Regions from separate parts of the Zea mays genome. Here all the other regions are linked to region 1. A link is a contact called in public Hi-C data. All regions are on one chromosome and are shown on one strand. The core of a region is the stretch at or near the end of the contact, and the rest is flanking DNA. Distances in the headings are between cores, read along the strand shown. Region 1 holds the start of LOC100281528 (synaptic vesicle 2-related protein). Region 2 holds the start of LOC100193705 (Alanine aminotransferase 2 mitochondrial). Region 3 holds the start of LOC100383838 (Pumilio homolog 23).

Region 1 (3,144 bases), core at 643-3,142:
AAGCTCAAAGACCAGGACGGCTTGCATTTGGTGGCAGCTCCGCAGCATGCCGACAGCGATGAGGGGGCAAACGATGCCGCCAATTTTTCCGATGGCGGTGGCAATGCCAACACCTGTGGAGCGCGCTGATGTTGGGTACACCTGCCAATCAAAGAGGAAGAAGGGTAGCTAATATACTCATGAGAGTACTCAACCATACAAGAAACAACTCACAACCATTACCTCTGGTGCGTATAAGCACAAGACCGTAGAGCTCCCCATGCCACAGGCGCGAGCACCGAACAGAAGAGCGGTTGTCACCGACTCCTTCTGATGAACAGCCAGAGGTCCGAGGAAGCCACAGCATCCAAACAGCAAGATCCACATTGTAGCTTTCCGGCCAAGCCAATCAACGATAATGGCAGAAATAACCAGCCCCGGAAACTCTGGCGATGCCATATTTGGGTTAGAGGCAGCACCAACAATTAATTAATAGTAGTAGTACCTACCTGCTAAGCTAGTTATGAAGACATCTTTATAGAGATTCGGGTTTCCTTCGTGCGCTTGAGATTTGTGAGCAGACGACGATGCGCACCTCCGGTTCGCGTCACTCAGCTGCGACGTCAGCAACACTAGGCCGTAATAGGCAAAGGAGTTTGCAAACCAAACGAACCAGATGAGAAGCGTGGATCTCAGCAGTTTGCGCGAGAACAGCCTGCGCAGGGCAGCCATGCCACCGGAACCGGATTTGGAGGCGTCGTCTGTTGTACTCTCTCCCAGTCCCAGCTGCGTTTCCGTGTGGTGGTATGCCAGAGCTCCGGGAGGAAGAGCGGCCTTGTTCGTCCTGGACATCCTCTCAAGAACAAGGGTCGCGTCGGATATTCTGTTCTGCGCGCAGAGGTACCGTGGCGACTCCGGTGCGACGACGAAAAACACGAGCAAGGCGAAGCATGGGAGGGAGGTGAACGCCAGCAGCCACCGCCAGCTCAGTCTTGACAACACGACCTGCATGCATTACAGATGTCAGGAATATTTAAGACGATTACATGCTTGCATATACAATAAAAAAAAGGAAAGAAAAGCTGTGAGGTGCAGTCATATACTCATTCATACCCACGCAAGCGAAGCCTCGAAGATGGTTCCGATGGTCCAGAAAGCAGAGAACACAAGCATCCAGGCACCACGGTTCTTGGTAGGGACAAATTCCAGAAACCAAGACGAAAATACATGCGTGCCACCAACTCCTACACCCACAAGAAACCGAAGTGCCAGCAGGGATATGTAGTTAGGAGATAGAGCACTTGTCAACCCTGCTCCAGCGGTAAGAGTAACGGAGAACAATAGAGCGGTCCTGCAATCATCACAAGGTACAAGATTTGTGCTTTTCACATATGGAAGGGTCAAAACATAGCAAACGAAAAGAGAGTCAGAGAGAGGTCAAGTTACCTCCTTCCGTATTTGTCGGAAATATAGCCCCAGGAACAGGCTCCCAGGAGCATGCCAGTGAAGACGACGCTGGAGAGCAGGCTCTCGTGCTGGGCAGAGACGTTCCACTGCTGCCGAACCAGCGGTCCGACGAAGGAGAGCAGCATGAGCTCCATGGAGTCCGCCAGCCAGCCCGTCCCTGCGTACACAAGAACAAGCGCCTGGAACTTGCCAAACCCCATGGCCGTCAGCGCGTCGTCCGTAGTGTACGTTTCCATGCTCGTAGCCGCCGGCGGCCAACGAGCAGCAGATCGAGACTGATGAAACGAGACCTAGCTAGCTAAGGAAGCTATGCAGGAAAGCAATAAACCGAGGATCGAGGCGGTGGAGCACGACGACGTACGGCACCGAGCGGCGGGGCAGTGGAGTGGAGCCGCCGGCCGGAGTCTGTGTGAGATGGACCGAAGGCGACAGGATTGACCAAGCCGGGAAAGGTAGTTTGGACTGGATCGAATTCTAGATGGACATGGGCGGACGGGGACGAAACAGCATTTGAGTGACGACGTCAGCACTGAGCACGGGCTGATCCCGATGTCTCGGTCTCCCATCTCTCCTTTAGGATTCATGCACATATATATATACACCCCTCCTCTAACAAATTATGGATCGTTATTATTAGACGTTTATGTCTTTTGAGCTAATTGGAACAAAATCGATCATCTGTGGCTTAACCCTAAAGTGTAATATTCTCCTCGAAGCGTAGAAATAGAAAAAAGGCTGTAACGTTAGAGTGCTCTCTGCTGCCTTTTAGACCGCGTTGAAAGCATTTTCAACGGCCAAGAAACGTTTCGGTCTCTCATAGGATAGGAGGGAGGCGTCTGGACGCTTCCCGCAGTAAAAGAAATGTATTTTATACGTAGTAGATATAGTATTTATTATCAGCAACAGAGAGAGAAGAAAAAAAAGGCGAAAGAAAGACACAAGATGCGTTGAAACACTCACACTAAAACATAGCATTATTTCTCATCTAAAGTATGGAGGAAAACTTCCTACCATACATACCAAAGTCCTTTCGCATAATTTTTTTTCTTCTGCGATCAAAATGGCACGCATAGGATTCTCTATTTTTTTATTCCTAGTTTTTTTTAACGCAATAGCAAGATATCTGCGTTCCAATTAATTATAATGAAACTAATCCGGTTCTTAAGGAAAACCGCCTCCGTTGACTACTTGATTTCAATCCCTAAAGACGTCGAGAATCAAGACAACACAAGTTAGAAATGGGGACCTTCGTCCTAAGTTTAACACTTCTTTAGAGTGTTAATGCGAGGGGCGAATGTTTTCGGATGGAAATATAAATGGAAATTGTTGGGGTGTTGGCCACGAACACGCCAAGGCTGTAAGAGTTTGTTTTTCAGCGGATGACATTAAAAACCTTTCGGTCGAAGCTTCTGCGCTAGGCGGAAAATTTTACTACGAGGTGTGGATGAAGGGTGGTCGTGAAATAGTTGATGAAGCTATTAGAAATAATGAAAAAGAATCTCACGACGCTCAATAAGAAGCCAAACGAGTTGAAGAAGCTGCCGAGCGTGCAAGGATTATAGGTACCCTTACTGAGGTTTAGCTTCGGAATTCGTTTTCAGCTTCGAAATTAACAAACATTTTTTTATGATGTAGCTGAACTTTCGCTCCCACGGTCCCACCGGAGCCATACAACCCCGAAGCTGACCCAGCCTTGAA
Region 2 (3,023 bases), core at 430-2,929, 210 kb before region 1:
AATCAATTTTGAAGCAGTTCCTTAATAATAGCAGACCTGCTAGTGGCATGGAGCGCTCAAGATTCTAAAAAATATTCACAGTGAGCCATATTAAATATGGTGAACAAGATTATTAACCTTCAATAATTAGGATAGATTTCATCAGGGAACAATTGCAAATTAAAATATTAATAATATGTTAATTGGCAATCAAGGAGACTATATGCTTAATTCCCTTCCTGAACCAAACTAGAATTCCAAAACTATAAAGTAAGCTCTATAACACAAATACATGTTTGTGACTCCAGGTATTGCACTATGCTGTTCTTTGTTGATTCAGTTAAATCAGATAGCAGTGGGCGTGTTCGGCTGGCTACAAGCCGACACTGTTGCAGCTGTTTGGACTGCTGCAGCTGCAATCCATAGAGAGAAAAATACTGTAGAAGCCGCAGCCGCAGCCGGATTGCAGCCGCAGCAAGCCGCAGCGAACAAGCTGAGTATCAAAAGCAATACTATTACCACAACAGTGTAACAAGTACTATTATCACAACAGCCTAACAAAACTTATATGATTTAACGTTATTGCCTTGTGGTGAGGTGATTAACCGATTATATGGGAACATGAACAGAGTGATATATAACATACTGAAGTACTAGACTGCAAGCCTTGTTGAACATCAGTAGTCAAGATACCTGAGCATGGATGACAATCTCGCCACGGACTGCATACTCACATTTCAAGACCTGTAATAGTTGTCAGTGTATTAGCTAGGCATGAGAAGCCACACTCGCCTTACCTAGACAAGCAAAGCACGAAAGCTATTGTCTATGAAACAGGTGGAGATCAAGATCACACGACATTCAATAGGTTTAGTAACAAAGTACAGCTTGCCAACGTTGTAGTACCTCAGATCTCGCATAAATAGTACAGCATCAACCTATCATCATTTTGCACCAGAATGGGGCAGCAGTTCAAACAAACCGCCGTATCCCCTTTTGAAGTCAAAGGGGAGAAAAAGGATACTGACATAGATGACATTAAACTATTCGATCACAACAAAACAAAACAAAAAGAAAAGGCACTCCAGCAGCTCGAGTCGCACTGAGATCTAACTCTGGGTTGAGAGAGAGCGATAGCAACTAGTGATCCCGGTAAAAGGAACTACACTTGTTCCCAACATCTTACTGTTGGAACTTTGCGCCGGTGCAGTTATTTTACAAATATCCTAAAAAAATCTCATTTGATTTCAAAGTATGAATCAAAACCGGATCATCAGAACAAGAACTAAGCACGCATGTACCACTGCAGCGAATCAAGGATAATCTTTTCACCCCAAATTTCTCAAGCAAACGAGAATCAAAGCCGCGGCTCAGATGAATCAGGGATATGCAGAACGCAGCACATCCACAGTGCTTCTTTCTGTCTCGTCAAAGCCCAAACTTCCCACCGAAGAATCCATCAAAACGGAACCTTCAATGGACAGACAGGTAGACAGGGCGAGGAAAACGGGCGGTGCTGTCACCTTGGGGTTGAGGTTTTCCACGGCGACGCTGGGGGCCATGGCGAACACGAGGGATCAGCTTCGCAGCGACGGAAGGATTGCGTACAAGCCGAGGACAACGGGCCGCGTCCCTCTCTCACAGTGCGGCTTCGTGGCGAATCGGGGCAGCGAAACCAGATGTTTGGCGTTGTCGAAAAAAAAGGCCAGATGGCTGGTGCTTATAAAAGGCGGCCACGGGCGTACAGGGGGAGGGAACGACGGAAGCAGACAAACAAGAGGCGCACGCCAGAAAGCGAGTGGAAGGAGAACGGAGGGCCGGTGGCCACAGCCGCGGTTTTGCGTTAATTAAAATAAAACAAACAAAGTCACTCTTTGGTATTTATTACAATAAAAAAGTCTCAGATCAATGCTGTAGATGAGCTTGCCTAGATTGCATCATGCAATTTTGGCACTTTTATGTTCCTTCTCTCGTACATGCAACTACTATGAATAACTTGGCTTCTCTTTCTGTGCCGATTCAAGCTATGCGAGTTTTTTTATTTCTTATCTGCGATGTGATGCGGGATGTTTCCCTTGTTGTTTCCCTCTTTCGTTCCAATTTATAATTCATTTAAAAATTTTATCGTAATTTTGATTAACTTGTCTAATTAAAAAATATAATTATTATTAATTTTTACTGTGATATTGTTTATCATGTAATACACATTAAGTATGGCTTTAATTTTTTCTTTTTTTCTTAAGAATTTTGAATGAAACGAGCTGGTCAGACTTATAAAAAATTATAATAAATAATAAATTAGGACACAAGGAGTAAAACATTTAAAAAGTTTATCTATCAATGTCATTTCTAATAAAATGTTGGCTCCGTTGACTAGAGCTAATGAAAGACTATTTGATCCTACGAAAGATATATGGAACTATCAACTATATAATACATTCTTTAACGAAATTGGAGAAGGCGAAGCCCATGTAGAAATTTATTAAAAACCAAAAGATGAGTGAAAATTAAAAGTTTAACAACAAAACTTCAAGAGACAAAAAATGAAATGAAGAAAGTAAAAGTACAGAAGAAGGCAACAGCAGATTCTGGATCCATAAATCAAAGAGAGTTGAATGTTTAGCGTTTGCCCTGGAGGTGATCAGTTTTATCTTTTTTCCGTAAGTTTCTTCCAAAGAATGGAAGTGAGGTTCAACATTGTTGAATAGTACATTTTTGTCGGTAACGATGGCACACAGTCATATTTGATATAAATAAAAATATTTTAATATTAAAGTACACATATGGTTCACATATTAAATATTAAACTGATAAAAACAAATATTACACTTTATTTTCTCCAAAATGTCAAGAAAGATATGAGTTGAAAACGAGCCTGACCCTTTTCTTATAGCTCATTTGATCGTTCGTTCTCTTTTAGCTAACGAGGTGGTACTATATGGAAGCGCTGCGCTGCGAGTGACTTTCTGTCATGTTAAGCTTGGATAGTTTCTCATGGCTAATTTGTGATGTAACGATCCATTAGTAGGCAATAATCGGGGGAA
Region 3 (2,925 bases), core at 185-2,684, 240 kb after region 1:
AAGCCGAAGTTGTTGCTCTTCGGCTATAGCTTCAACATTCATCGTTAATCGTGTTTCGGGCTATATCTTTGTCTTAAAGACCTTCGGCGGAGAAGAAGACTCCCATCGTGAACCTTCGTTCATGACAAAGCTACTGTAATACTCGACATTATGCTATAAATAAATGATTAGTCGTGTTTTTTATGACCTTCGGAAGAGAAAATCCCCAAACATTCACTTACATATTGCTCCTAGCTTAATGCACATTTCAAGTGAGCAATCAAGTAAAGAGTCTTTCTTTCTCTCATCTTCTCATCCGAACTTGGTTTTTAGTTACTCTAACCCATAAATTGGACCTAGTTTATGTTGTTTGAAACAAGTTTTGCAGGATCACCTATTCACCCCTCTAGGTGTCAGGAAGATAAAAGGGGGCTGTAGGGTTTAGAATCTAGAAAGTTACAGATTCCTACTATCGCGAAGTCTCGCACGATTATGTGTCCACGTTTGGACGATTTTCACCAAAGTGATTCTTACAAACGTGAACTGAAAAGCTAAACATTTGACCGTATGTAGCAGCTTCTAGCGGTCAGAAGCTAAAAAACCAAAGCAAACACCACCACAGAAATATTGGCACTCGTCACTAGTCTTTGACTCTTCATTGCAACAAATATAACATTCTTTTTGGTGAGTCCATACCATTTTTTTCAAGAAAAACAATATTCGAGAACCCTCGTCCCATGTTTAGGACAAAAGTATTTTAGATTCACTTAGCAATTGTCAAAGGTTGAAGATAAAATTATTGTAATAAAATTATTACATATTTACAAGAAAACATTATAGATTGTGAAAATATTCTATGTTCAAGTGAAAACGGTTTCTAGCTTCATTAAGAAAAGATGTTCAACATAAATAAAACAAAAAATATTCCATTGTGTTTATTTACAATGTCCTAATAATTGTTATCATTTCTCCCCTAATTTGGAATCAATTTTTATATTAACCATCGAGTCATCGACAAAAAGTGTGTCACGGAGAAAATAAATACGAAATAAAAGAGTAACAAACAAAAAAAAAGATAAAGAAAAAAATAACGAAAAAATTGCAAAAGAAATACTTAAAAAAACCAACCCAAGAGAAGGCGCCCCAAGGGATGAAAACGGTTTTAGAATTTTTTCCGACCGGAATCGTCGGTATCGGTATTTCTCGAAATCGGAATCGGTCATCGGAATTTTAGATCAGAATCGGTATTGAAATCGGTACAATCCTTTATCGACCGTTTTCTTCAGTTACCGTTTTGAGTCGGAATTTACCGAATTCAAAATTCAGAATTTATCGAAACTCATGGTCCAGCTCAAATTCTAAATTCACAACTCATGGGCGGCCCATGGTTCAGCAAGCAGCCCAGGCCACCACAAGTCCACAACCCAATTGTCGTCGGCCACTGCTCTTCCACTTGCAGTCTTCCGTCGCCCTCGCCCCTCGCCCAGGCACAGCCGCACAGCAAGCATAGCCGCCACCGCCAGTCGCCACTGCTCAGCTCGGCGCTCCATGGCGTGCCCCCAAATTCCGTGACGGCGTGACTCGTCTTCCTCCTTTCCTCTCTGCCGGGCTGCACGTGCAGACCACGGACGAACACACTGCCCCCAAGGCCCCAATCCAGTAAGTAATCTGTAATCCCTAATCTAGCTTTGTGGCCATGGATGCACGCACCCTCTGCCGGACGCACCCAGCCGCCATGGACGCACGGACGCACCCACTCCAAGCAAGGGCAACTCCAGCCGCCATGGACGCACACGCACCCAGCTGCACCTGCACAGACACACTCCAGTCCTCCTCCTGCCGCTGCTCTTCCTCCTCGCGCGCCGGACGCATCCGCTGCTCTTCCTCCTCCTCGCGCGCCGGACGAACTGACGCACCCACTGGCCACTGGTTAAGGGGATATTATAGCAAAGTATTAAATTTTTCCTCCACAGAGAAGTATCAATTTCGTTATCAAATGTCATGTTCCTAGGATAAACTCCAGTGCGCTTGGTTGGTGAGGATAAATAAACAGGAAGAACCAGATGCCAAACGGATAGCAAAGAGGATTCTAGAATACGTCGGGAATCAAGTTGCCACAAGCCACGACAACTTCCGCAGTCATAGTAATTAACCCCCAACAAAATTATAGCTGCAAAATCACAGAGACTACCCTGCCACGAGTTAATAGCAAGCAGCTTTGCTGGGGTCTGATACACACAGCCTTCTTCTATGCTCGAGAGCAATAAAACTTTTCTCCCACAGCACCTCTCGACGGAACATGACTATGCAGGTCAAGTATATAGTCAGTGTCTCGAGCCTGACATTCTTTAAATCTACACTTATTGTTCACACAAAGGGGAGTAAATATTTCGACTCGGAAGAGAGGACCTTCTTGACGAACTGTTGTTCTTCAGATGATCCTGGTGGGCGTGGCTCTAAGAAGAGCAGCACCGCGACGTAAGGCCGCCAGAATTTGTTGCTGACACTTGAATGGACTGTCTCTCTCTGAGGTTACCAGACCCCAAACCAGACTCCTCCGAAGACAGGGGCTTCTTGCTGATTATCCGGTAGATCTCGGCTAGAACGGTGTGGAAGGCCTTCTCCACAATTCAGAATCTGCTTTTAGTGCGGGTGGTCATGTACTTGTGTTTTTGTGATATTTATAAACTTTGTTGTATTGTGATATTTTCATATTGATATGGTTACCGATTGTATTTTAGATTCCGACCGATACCGATGTATTTTTTGTACCGAACTTCTGTTTCCGATGATTCCGAAATACCGATGTCGTTTCCGTTTCCGGAATTACCGTTTCCGATTTCATTTCCGATAAAAATATGAAAACGGTAACGGTTTTAGTGTTTTCCGATCGTTTCCGACCGTTTTCATCCCCGCTGTCCCTGGCCTTGGGCCGAATAACCCCGC

The links. Hi-C and Micro-C count contacts between places; a contact is called where the count stands out from the background.
Region 2: a contact with region 1 is called in a Hi-C map of bundle sheath, with 6 times the contacts expected there. The contact joins the promoter of LOC100193705 here to the promoter of LOC100281528 in region 1. A contact is called at or near these places in 8 of 25 Hi-C or Micro-C datasets (bundle sheath, ear, endosperm and 2 more) and 1 of 3 datasets of contacts at active chromatin or transcription factors (seedling).
Region 3: a contact with region 1 is called in a Hi-C map of ear, with 2.2 times the contacts expected there. The contact joins the promoter of LOC100383838 here to the promoter of LOC100281528 in region 1. A contact is called at or near these places in 2 of 25 Hi-C or Micro-C datasets (bundle sheath and ear).

What each region holds. Positions count from the first base shown.
Region 1 is chr1:145,035,726-145,038,869 of Zm-B73-REFERENCE-NAM-5.0, reverse strand. LOC100281528 (synaptic vesicle 2-related protein) reads right to left here and starts at 1,892. Exons shown (of 3, transcript NM_001154446.1): 1 at 1,426-1,892; 2 at 1,093-1,330; 3 at 1-984. The coding sequence starts at 1,682. The coding sequence ends at 469.
Region 2 is chr1:145,242,860-145,245,882 of Zm-B73-REFERENCE-NAM-5.0, reverse strand. It overlaps LOC100193705 (Alanine aminotransferase 2 mitochondrial), which reads right to left and starts at 1,679. Exons shown (of 15, transcript NM_001327768.1): 1 at 1,503-1,679; 2 at 673-723. The coding sequence starts at 1,541.
Region 3 is chr1:144,796,216-144,799,140 of Zm-B73-REFERENCE-NAM-5.0, reverse strand. LOC100383838 (Pumilio homolog 23) reads left to right here and starts at 1,434. Exons shown (of 11, transcript NM_001362164.1): 1 at 1,434-1,638.